3 separate regions of the Mus musculus genome follow, and all the other regions are linked to region 2. The links are chromatin contacts, called in public HiChIP or PLAC-seq and promoter capture Hi-C maps. All regions are on one chromosome and are shown on one strand. The core of a region is the stretch at or near the end of the contact, and the rest is flanking DNA. Distances in the headings are between cores, read along the strand shown.

What was found. Promoter capture Hi-C pulls out the DNA fragments that hold promoters and counts their contacts. HiChIP or PLAC-seq counts read pairs in DNA pulled down with a chosen protein or histone mark.
Region 1: an H3K4me3 HiChIP or PLAC-seq map of the 230-238 cell line shows a contact between it and region 2, with 19 read pairs. The contact joins the enhancer-like site here to the promoter of Zfp84 in region 2. A contact is called at or near these places in 7 of 39 promoter capture datasets (the 3T3-L1 cell line, 3T3-L1-derived adipocytes, the C10 cell line and 4 more), 2 of 484 Hi-C or Micro-C datasets (the HL-1 cell line and embryonic stem cells), 3 of 115 datasets of contacts at active chromatin or transcription factors (the 230-238 cell line, bone marrow-derived macrophages and extraembryonic endoderm stem cells) and 3 of 9 other capture datasets (adipose tissue, liver and pancreatic islet).
Region 3: a contact with region 2 is called in a promoter capture Hi-C map of the C10 cell line, with 2.4 times the contacts expected there. The contact joins the enhancer-like site here to the promoter of Zfp84 in region 2. A contact is called at or near these places in 5 of 39 promoter capture datasets (the 3T3-L1 cell line, the C10 cell line, cranial neural crest and 1 more) and 3 of 115 datasets of contacts at active chromatin or transcription factors (the 230-238 cell line, bone marrow-derived macrophages and embryonic stem cells).

What each region holds. Positions count from the first base shown.
Region 1 is chr7:29,937,606-29,941,644 of GRCm38.p6, forward strand. Zfp74 (zinc finger protein 74) reads right to left here. Exons shown (of 6, transcript NM_178384.4): 4 at 337-463; 5 at 1-90. Among named protein-coding and RNA genes, the nearest start is that of C230062I16Rik, 12 kb to the right of the region's middle. Within about 2 kb of position 1,471, at least 18 of the 459 cell types and tissues checked have an H3K27ac peak or open chromatin away from gene starts, as enhancers often do. A contact at or near this core is called in the 230-238 cell line, where this site is marked.
Region 2 is chr7:29,766,627-29,770,390 of GRCm38.p6, forward strand. It overlaps Zfp84 (zinc finger protein 84), which reads left to right and starts at 1,926. Exons shown (of 5, transcript NM_023750.2): 1 at 1,926-2,069. It overlaps Gm38983 (a long non-coding RNA gene), which reads right to left and starts at 1,627. Exons shown (of 2, transcript XR_881933.3): 1 at 428-1,627.
Region 3 is chr7:30,004,285-30,007,938 of GRCm38.p6, forward strand. All of the region lies in intron 6 of Zfp568 (zinc finger protein 568), which reads left to right. Among named protein-coding and RNA genes, the nearest start is that of Zfp568, 22 kb to the left of the region's middle. Within about 2 kb of position 1,452, at least 6 of the 459 cell types and tissues checked have an H3K27ac peak or open chromatin away from gene starts, as enhancers often do.

The sequences.
Region 1 (4,039 bases), core at 221-2,720, 170 kb after region 2:
AGGGTCTCCACAGCACTTCTCTCTCCACCACACAAGGCTCTTCCTCTTGCTCCAACTTGAAAATCACTTCAGGTTTGGTGAGTGGCGGGCCTGGGGGGTGGGGGAGGGGATGACATTGGTTTGGGTATACACACGAGTGACAAAAACAACCCTGGATTCTGAGTTGGGCCTGGGAGAGCCAGGTGTACTAACTTCTGAGAATGTTGTACCCTGGAATGCCACCAAAGATTTTCCTTCGAAAGCTGGGGCAGGGACAGCAACATCTCAAGGCACCTCAAGGCAAGGCTCATCAACATTAACAATTGCATCTGTTTTAGAAAAGGTACATTATCTTACCTACTGTGATTAAGTTGTTGTAGTTTTCTAGCATCACATTCCTATATAGGTTCCGCTGAGTAGGATCCAGTTGCTTCCATTCTTCTTGGGTAAAATCAATGGCCACGTCTTTGAACGTCACTAGTCCCTGTAACAATACGCATCACTCAAACTGAAGTTATCCATTCTAGTGGTGTAGGAAAAACATAACAAGCCTTGTTCAGATATAATTCAGAAAGATGACATTACAAAAAGCACTGCCCATTTTCTAAACAAAATGAAGCAAACGTCATATTAGCAATATAGTCAGTTTATACTCAGTTACTAGAAAACAGAGCCAGTGGTATGTATATATAGTAGAATTTTGTTCAGCTATAAAGAAAAATGACACCCAATAAACAAGCATACCTGGGAGACTTCAGCCTTGCCTGTTTCCCCAGCGAGCACAGAGTGCTAGGGAGGTTTTGGCCTCCCCTGTTGTCATGGTGAATTCAGCATGTTGGGAAGCTTCAATCCTGCCCATCACACTGGTAATCACAGTGCCTAAGATGCTACTGTCCCGAACCTTCCTTAAGTGAAGTCAGCACACCTACCCAGACTCTAAATACACGCACACACATACACTCATACATACACAGTCACACATAGACACATACACACACACACACTCACATACATAGACACACATACACACACAGACAGACACACACACACTACACAGACAGACAGACACACACACACACACACACACACACACACAGTCCTACCAGGTGATAATAACCCAGTACCCTTTCACAGTGAAGACTGTAAAGAGACTGCTAACCCAGAAATGCCCACTCTGAAACAATAAAGGGAAGGTAGGTAGGAAATAGATTCAACCAACCATCTAGTTCCAGATATGCAAGTCTCAACACAATACTCAAGTTAACAAGAAAACCCAAGGCAACCTAAATCCCCCAAAGATCATTATTACTCTACAGTAGTGGTATCCAGTGAAAATAAACAGATGAAACCACCTCCAAAATAGCTTAAGAGGATTTGTGTGTTCAAAGAACTCAAAGAATAAAACAGATGCCTGAAAATATCCCAAGAGACCACACACGCAGCTGAATGCAATAAGGACGGAGACACAGGACATGAAAGAGGAACTCAGTGTGACAGAAGTACTGAAGAAGAGCCACAGCGAAACACTAGAAATGGAAAGCGTATCAGACTTCTGTGGACAGTGTCACCAACAGAATTGATCAGAAGGGAGCCATAATAATAGATGCAAACGAAATTCAGAAAGCCACTGCACATTCCTTAACAGCACAGCGTTCAAATGGAAACTCTTGAAAACAGGGATGAATTTTCACATGCAAAATTAAATTAACAATGAAATAATTTTAAAAGATCGAAAAAAGCAGTGATATTGATGTGGTAATGAAATTCCCGTCTCACTATGGACACAAATCACTCTTAGGGGTACTCTGAGTGCCCCACAGTAGATGGACAACAGAAAACCAACTCAACAGCATCTCTGGAGGGCCTGTGTCTCATAATGTTTGTGCCACAGGTTTTTGTTTTTGTTTTTTTTTCTTGAGACAGGGTTTCTCTGTGTAGCCCTGGCCTTGGCCTTCCTAGAACTTAACTTGTAGCCTTGAACTCAGGGATGAACCCACCTCTGCATCTGCTGGGATTAATTTTATTTTTATTTTATTTATATACTTTTCTCTCTTTTTACCCTTCATTTCCTTGGGTATATGTTATGTTTTCCACTTTAGCATTTCTGTGAGGTTCATGAGTGTGTGAGCGAGTATTTCCTCTGAGTCTGTATCAATTTTGTGCCTTTGACAGAGCTCTTTTCCTCCTGTCTGTTTTGTCTACTCTGATGTGTTAGTGTTTGCTTTACCTGATTATGTCATATCACACTTTATTATAATCCTGTAGACTCTTGTTTGCATTCTCATGAGACAGAGAGGGATGGATCAGGACGGGAGGGAGGGAGGCTGCCGTAAAACTCACAGGATCCCCTCCCTCTGCCTCCAGAGTGTTGCTGCATGTGAAGGTATGAGCAAGCCACCATGCCTTGCAAGAATATGAATTTTTATGCATAATTTTTCATCATTTGGGAATTTTCACATCATGTACCCCAACACACTCACTTCTCAGTCCTCCAAGGTCTGTGCCCCCGCATTGTGACCTTCCCCCAAATAAAATTTTAAAAATAGTCCATTTTGTGTTACCCAGATGCTCACTGGAGCACAGTCAAACTCCAAGTGGCCAGCTTCATAAAGAAAACAGAGTCCTTCTCTACCCGTACCCCACCAGAAGCCTGCAGTTGTAGAGAGCTGCACCCCAGAATTCTTATCAAATTTTTAAAAAGCTCCATTGATGATTTTCCTTGTAGGCTGTTCCTTTGGGGGTGTGGGGGGAGGTGGGGTACGCTGTCACAGAATCCTTCTATTCCATGTTCCTATCTCTCAGCTGTATATGTGCCACCATTGCTACCACTGCAAAGTCGCTCCGTTGCCCTTTAGAGTCAGTGCGAGCACAGACCATGGTCTTCCATGTGGTTTCTGGTGACAGCACCCGGCCTCCGGCATCAGCATGGTTTCCAATGGCAGTGCAGACCCCAGACATGGCCCTCGGCCACAGCACAGGCCAGGACACCATCACACCTCCACACCCCTCAGTGTTAGCATAGGCCAAGGACAGCAACACGGGCTCAGGCGACAACACAAGGCACTCACATCACCATGGCCCCTGGCAGTAGCACCATCCATACACATCAACATGAATTCAGACGACAGCACAGGCCACATGCTTCCAAATGGCCTTCAGTGGTAACATGGACCATGGACATCAATAAGGCCTCCCAGCTGCAGTAGGACCACGGACCTTCACATGAACTTCAGTGGCAGCATGAACCACGACATCAATATGGCATCAGGCAGCCACACAAACCCTGGACATTCGAATGGCCTTCAGCGGTAACTCAGGATACAGATACTAACATGGCCCCTGGCTGCTGTAGGACCCAGGACATCCACATGAACCTTGGGCTTCAACACAGCCTGGGGCAGTGGACCAGAGATACCACTGTGGCCTCTAGGGGAAGCAGGGACCATAGAGATCTTCCGAGGAGGCCCAATTCAGAAAACATTTCTCATCTCGAACATCCTGTTGTTCAGAGCCCGGGCGCAGCATGTTTGAGGCTGAGTCTGCGCAAGCTTCAGGCTGCCGCCCAACACCATTAGCCACGTTCCCTGTCCACAGCAGCCATCTCTCACATCTGTCATCAGGGTCTCTACCTCTGCCTCTCTCCACTGCTCAATCACTGCACCACTCCTCCATCTCCCCCTCTCTACTTCATATAAATAACATCGGAAACTGCAGTGCGTCACAGTTTGTTTTTTGCCCAAACAGATTTACATGCGAATACTCATTGTAACGGGTCATCTGTCATCAAAAATATTGGGCCCTTGCCCAGACTTGTCTCTGATAACCAGAGTCAGGGTGATAATGTGGCTAGGCAGGATGCCCCAGGGGCAGTTTCTGTGCACGCTCCTAGCTGCTGCATACCTCCCTGCCCTCAGTGTCTGCCAGTTGGGGGTTCACCAGGCGTGACCTGTGAGCAGCACCCCTTCCCTACGCTTTCACTCTCCCAGCAGTGCAAGCAGCACAGGCTGCAGCCACAGCGGCTCCATGCTGGAGGGTTTAGGACTAGCCCTATACAGCAATA
Region 2 (3,764 bases), core at 676-3,175:
ATGCCTCCCACTGTTAACAATGCTGTGTCTTCTTGCTGAAAAACTTAATCTAGGGATTAGCTTATGTCTTCCCTCTCACAGACCTTTCAGTGTCAGCCCCAAGAAGTCAACGTGAGGAGAACGAGTGGTGAAAACAGTAAGGAACTTAGGTGGGTCACTGACACATAGAACTACAGCAGCCCAAGCAAAGACTTGTCCCTCACGGCCTGTAATGTCACCCACTGGTCACAGCTTCTCACTGTGCTTCCAATTCAGAAGAAACATCCCAGCCCTTCCCATCTTACCCACCACCCGTTGTCTCTGCCTCTTTCCTCTGTCTTTCTCTTCCAACCCCTTCTCCTCCTTTCACACATGCACGCGCTCCCGCACATTCCTTCACACAGACACACAAAGTGCTCCTGTGCTCTTCACTAACCCACAGGCCTACATTCCAGTAACAACTGGCGGCTTCTCCATGTCCAAATCAGGAACTCCAAATTTGAAACATTTGTTTAGAGCCCTCCTCCTGTCACCGCCCTTGGATTTAGGTTGAATTCATTTTGCCGAGCACTGAGAACCCTGCGGGGTGTTTGGGGACTGGGGCTGAACTGTAAATTGCTTGCACCCGTTGTTTTCTGGGAAATGTAGTTCAAACCGAGGAGTCCAAGCCGCAGTGCCTTGTGGGAAAAACAAGCCAGGGCACCAAATCCTCCTTCGTGTAACCCCTGCCACAACATCTGCTCTAAGCCGATTCACGGAGAATTCCTCTGGGAATTCTGTCTAGAAAGGGTCCCAGGAGGTCCCGGAAAGACCAGGAACCTAGAAATCCAAAAAGCGGAATCTGGGTTTCAGGCTGCCGGTAAACCTAGATCTTGTGAGCGAGATATTCTCTTCTCTCTCTCTCTCTCTCTCTCTCTCTCTCTCTCTCTCTCTCTCTCTCTCTCTCTCTCTCTCTCTCTCTCTCTCTTCCCCCCGGAGACAGTCTTCCTAATAAAACTCTGCTTCCACAACAACAAAATCAACCAACAATAACAAAATCCACCAAGACTTGAGGCACAGTGATGCATACTTTTAATCATAGCAAACAGAAGGCAGAGACATGGGCCAGAGTTTGAAGCCAGTATGATCGACATTGAATTCTCATTATATGAGTGAGAATATATATATATATATATATATATATACATATACATACATACATATGGAATTCCATAAAATTTGATCCAACATAAATGTTCATGATTGGCCCAACATAAGTGCTTGGAACAGAACAGACGATGCTCTTAAGAACTGAACCATCTCTCTGTTTATTTTCCTTTATGGACACAGGTCGTTAGGTAACCATGGCTTCAAACTTGTTATGTAACCGAGGCGGGCATTAAAACTCTTGATTCTCCTGCTTCTGCCTCCTGAGTGCTGGGATTACAAACATGCAATGCTCAACCCAGGCTAATGCAGCACATTTAAATTTGTGGCTATCGAGTGGTAAGTAGACTAAATATTCCAGTAAAGATAGGGCGATCTTTGCCCTATCCAGTCGTTCCCAGTCCTAACAGCCTTGTCTCATTCCTTCAGGGAGCTTGGAACACCACACTGGAGAAGCTCTTAAGAGCCCTCATATATCCGACTGTCAATAGCAGGATGAGTTCTTTACCGAGAACGCGGTCTGTGATGTCTTCTGGGAAATGTAGTCCTGAGCTGGATCACTTGCTCGGGTTCTTGCCTCGCTTCTGTAGCTGGAGTAAAGATCCACCCCCACCACAGAGCCGAAACTGCTTAAGTTTCAGAGACTTCAAGCCTTGGATCCTTGGGAAATTCCCCCTTTAGAAAACTAATCGTCCGTTCTCTAGTTTCAACAGATCTCTACTTCCTCTCTCGCACACTGAAACTCTCCTGCAGACTCTAGAAGTAGCACCGCCTTCTGGGAAATGTAGTCCACTATAAATGCTCAGCCACATGGCGGAAGTGGCTGGAAAGAGGTTGTTCCGGATCATCTCAGTGCCCTACCCGACCTAACCCGGTACTGTCCTGGTCGGTATTCGCTGGTCGTCCGAGTTCGAAGCCGTGAGATCGCAGTTTATACTTTTGAAGTGAGTCTGCCCTTGGTTTTAAGTGCTTTGTGTAAATACAGTCCTTAAGGCCTGTATTTGTTGGTCGCTGGCTGCAGGCCGGCTCTAGGGGACCCACCCGGTTTCCGGGATGGCGCTAGAGGCTTAAAGAGGGACTAAGGCGGCGGGAGTGTGACTGCATGGGCGAAAAGGTTTTTGGAGGATGTGGATTGTACAGGAGGGTGAGAGAGAGAGAGTGCGCGAAGTCAGCAGAACGTGGGTAGTAGGTGGTTACCAGATCCTCTAGTCTTGCAACGCAAAGTCGGGGGCGGGAGGTGCGGGACACCATTTATGTCAAGTTTATTTGAAAATTTGGGGGGAGGGGGGAGAAAGCTAAATAGTAGAGACGGTAAGGATTTCTGTGTTCAAGATAGATCAGTTTACCAATCAGCATGACTTTTAACTGTAGTTAGGAGTTAGATATGGTGACCCACATCTATAATTTCAGCACTCGAGCTGCGGAAGCTGGAAGTCAGTGACTTTGAGGACAGCCGTGGGAACATAGTGAGTTCCAGGCTACCGGGACCCACATAGTGAAATCCTGTCTCAGAAACGGATGAGTGTATAGAAATTGTATTTGAAAAAACGTAATTACTGTGGGTTCCTACTTTTGTGTCACACCCTCCGAGTAGCCATTTAGCCTTGTTTAGGGAACTCTTAGAAAATCTTAGCCTCTGTTGACTACCACTAGAGAAGTCAGAATTTGAAGTTCATGATTCTGGGTGATCCACTTCAGGTTCTAAAAAGACAACTTCCTCAGCTCTAGGCTTTTCTGTCAAGAAGCAGACATAGTGAGCACACGGAGTCTCCGTTGTACCCCATCTTCACCCTGTCCAGTTTATAGTTACAAAACTAGTCCTCGGTGTGGTGGGTTTAGAAGGTGGGGGCTTTTTGAAGGTAATTAAATGGGAGTAGTGCCCTGGCTCCCTGGAGCTACCTGCCTTCTCTAGGTGAGAGTGCAGTCCAGAGACTCCATCTGGGGACCGGGGAAATCGGTTTTCACTAGACACCTAATTTGTCAGTGCCACCACAACAGAGAAATAAGTTTGTTATTTATAAGCTAGTCTCTGGTATTTTGTTATAGCAGCTTAAGTGGGCTAATGGACTTTAATACTGCACCTGGCCAGTTCCTGCAGAAATTATTTGAAGTTCCTGAAATGTACTTTGTTTTTTTGTTTACGGTTTCCAGAGAGATCAAGTTCCTTTTTTTTTTTTTGGCTTGGTATGGAGGAATCCACAGAAACGCCTTTCTTCATGACATGAGGAACTCTTCCTACTGTCCTAGTAAAAGGGAGTGTGGGGTGAGATAGAATTGGTTAGTCCTGGGGTGAGGTGCATGTGGAGGTTTTGAAGATGATTGAACCTGTTCATGGTAACACCGAAGAGTGAGTAGCCTAGAGGCACGGCTTTGAACTTTGGACAGAATTTCATTTTATTCATCTGTCTAGTGTCTAGATAGATGGCTCGGTGGTTAAGAGCCGTGGCTACTCTTCAGAGAGTCTGGGTTCAGTCCCTAGTACCCACACTCATAGCTGTCCATAGCTCCAGTTCCAGCAGATACAGTCCCCTCTTTGTGACCCCTCAGGGCACCAGGCATGCACGTGGTACACAGACACACGTGCAGGTGAAACACCCATAAGCATAAAATAAGTAAAGCTTTTTCAAAAACAATTCTGA
Region 3 (3,654 bases), core at 202-2,701, 240 kb after region 2:
TACTTTCACTTATTGAAATAAGTTCCTAGAATATGAGAATTTGGGAGTTAGATTAGAGCTTATCAGGGCCTGGGATGGGAGAAGTGGAGTGATGTTTAATAGGGGAAAGCAAATGTATTCAAAATGGTGAGAACTGTGTGGACGTAGTGGGGAAGGCTGTATGATATTGAAGATACACTGCATGCTACTACATTCAGTATATGGCCAATGGTATCATACATGGGAAACGAGTGAAATGATAAATCTTCACATTCAAGTTTAAAAGTCCTCTCATAGTTCCAGACTCTATATTGTCTTCTGAGTCATTTTCTCGGATTTGTTTTCTTCTTGTTTAGTCTTCCTGTATCTTTGATGTCTAGTACTTTTGACTGTGTTATGGACATGGTGACTACTACATTGTCAGGATGCTAGACACGTGTGTGTGTGTGTGTGTGTGTGTGTGTGTGTGTGTGTGTATAAATTTTTTTTTTTTTTGGTTTGGTTTGGTTTGGTTTATGTCTTTTTTGAGACAGGGTTTCTCTGTATAGCCCTGGCTGTCCTGGAACTCACTCTATAGACCAGGCTGGCCTAGAACTCACAAATCTGCCTGGGATTAAAGGTGTGCTCTACCACTGCCCATCTTAAAAATATTTTTAATTGAAGTAGAATTACATCACTTTCTGCCTTCCCTTTCCTCCCTCCAGTCCCTCCCATGCCCACTCTCAAATTGATAGCTCTGTTAAATACACATGCACCACACACACACACACACACACACACACACACACACACACAAATATTTAAATATAACTTGCTGGGTCTTATTCTTTGTGTGTAAATGGTTTTAGGCTGACCACTTGCCTTGGGCATCCAACAAGAGGGCTCATCCCTGAGAGAGGCTAACCTTCCTTCTCCCAGCAGTTGTTACCTGCCATTGTGTAGGGATGGGACTTCCCTCTTCCACTTAAGTGTGTCCTTTGACACTGCCACTGATCCTGTGCTGTTGATGCATCCTGTTAGGAGATGCCATTTCACAGCTGACTTTCTGGTTTTTAGCTCTTAGAACCTTCCCATCCCCTCGTCCTCAGTGTTCTCTGAGTCATAGATTGGGGAGATGTGATGTGTGAATAGATGTATCCATTGGGCTGGGCTCCCTACAACTGGTTGATCTCTGCATTATATCCACTTGTGATTTTCTAGAACAGTCTGCATTTGCTGCAAAGACGGGCTTCTCTGACCCAATTATCTGTGGGTCTCAGGTTAGGATTTAGAATGTAATGTAGTAAGGAATTATGTTGATCTAGCAAAGTGGTGGTAGTAATTGTTTTCTAGGGTCCATGACCTCACTAACCCTGGAAAATTGGCTATGTTTCCAGTAGCAATTGGGATTTTTCTCCTGTTGAGAGGCCTTAAATCTGGCTAGATGGCTCTGTTGGTCACCATGTGAGTGCCACTTATTACAGCCTTACAGAATGTTTGCCACATTGTTTGCTCATTGTCGCAGTTTGTAGTGTTGCAGTAGGCAGGACTGTTCAGTTGCTGCCTTCTACTGGCAGCTTGCATGGTATTTTCTAATATGATATGATAGAGACCGAGGGAAGGAAGGAAGCTTTCAGACCTGATCCAGCTTGAGTTATTTGAGACCTGCTTCTTAAGTGTGTGGTGTCTTTAGCACTGGGGACCTAGTAGCCAAGAGGGTAGCCAAGGACTACATCGATAATCCATATTGATTTGAGAGTCACTTGTCCTGACTACCCTGCCACTCATTTGAAAGAAGGCTTCTCATGCCTACTACTAGGGGTTTTGTTAGACTATCGTTCTTACGGGAGCATTGTCAACCCAAGTGGTGTAACTCCCTTTAAGATATATATATACACACACACACACACATACATACATACACACACACACACACACACACACACACGTACATACATACATATACATATGTGTGTGTAATAAGATACACATATATGATGTGTATATACATACATTTACATGTATTGCATATAGTATAATTTTAGGTGAATATAAAATAGTACTATTCCATGAGGCTTTATCAGTGAGTTGGGTGTTATTTGTCCTTCCTCCACCCTATTTATTATAGCCAGGAAACAGAAACAGTCTAAATGTCCTTGAGCAGATGAGTGGATAATGGACATTCATTCCATTTACACAAGTGAATACTGTTCAGCTGTAAACCGTTTAGCTCATGGACGTTTAACAGATGGTATTGAATGAGGTAGCCCAGACCCAGAAGGACAGTCAGCACGCTTTCTCTCTCATCTGTAGTTCCTAGCTCCAAGTCCTCGGATGTGATATGTGATTCAGAGTAACCACAGAAACCAGGAAAGTGTAAAGGGATCACGGTGGACTGGCCAGGAGCTGGACAGGGGAATCACAGGACACAGGTGACATGAAGGGGGAGCCAGAAAGATTCTCGATTTTTGTTAAACTTCTTGGAAGAGTGTTGACTTTTGTCCTCAAAAGCAGGACTTGGCTAAACGTAAAACCCAGTCTTACCTTTCCTGAAGTAGGCAATAGGAGACATGAATTTTTCCGTTTTTTAGTCTTCTAGCTGTTAATTTCCCTGGCCTCCTTGGACCTCTAAGTATGTAAGGCTTGGGCATCACTCAGAGATGTGAGATGGCTCAGCCAGCAAAGCCACTTGTGCCAAGCAGGACAAGCGTCTTATCCCTGGGATCATATGATGGAGGAGAGGGCTGACTCACAAGTTGCTTTATAGACTTGTGTATTGAATCTGTATCTCCTATTTTAATCCTTTTATAATTTTTCTGTAGTTAGCTATTCTTTCCCTTGTTTTTCTGTCCTTTTTTATTATTAGCATTGAAGTCTCTACTAAAACATGCGTGAGCTCGGAGATTTCCTCAGGAAGCTTGAGTTTTAGCTCTATGCCCACAAAGGCATTCTTTGCTTCTTTTGTAGTATTTCTAGTTGTGGCATTGACTCCTGTTTTATTATTTTTTAGAATTTTTATCCTCCACCCCCTTCCCACTAAGCCTTTTGCATGCGACTCTATTTTAAATCCCAGCTGTTCAACTACAATGGTCTTGTCATACCTGAGTCAGTTTCTTGTCTTAACTATGGTGTTTCATTTTTACTGCGCCTTGCAGTCTGTTTTTTATTGAAAAGTGGACATTGCTTGACAAAAGTAAATCTGGGAGGCAGAGCTATAGTGGCATAGTGGTCAGGGGTAGGCGGAAGGAAGGAAACGCTGGGAACCCAGTGTGGCATCTCCGTTCTGAAGTCACTCCCCTCTCCCAGTGAGTCTCCCCTGTTCTAGCACTGATGTGAAGGGAATATCTGATCTCTGTCGTCCAGTGAACTGCTGCTCTCAACTGTGAGCCTCACTAGTGCCTCTGAGTTTTTACCCTGTAGGTGAGCAGGGTGACTGGAGTGAACCCCCTTTTCAGGCCACTTAACCCCACTAGTTTAGGCTCTTGCATAAGGCTCCTGGATTTGTCTTGTGAAGAACAGAACATTGTGGGTGTATTTCAGAAGCTGGTTTTCCCCGCCTCCAGTCAGAGGTACAGTGGAGAATTTCTGTGGTCTCAACCAAGAACCTGGTGAGGCAGCTAGAGATGAGACTGAAGCTCTTAGCAGGAAAGGCCTGCTCCCTGAGTGCCTGTGTCAAGACTCAAGGAGTGGGGTGGG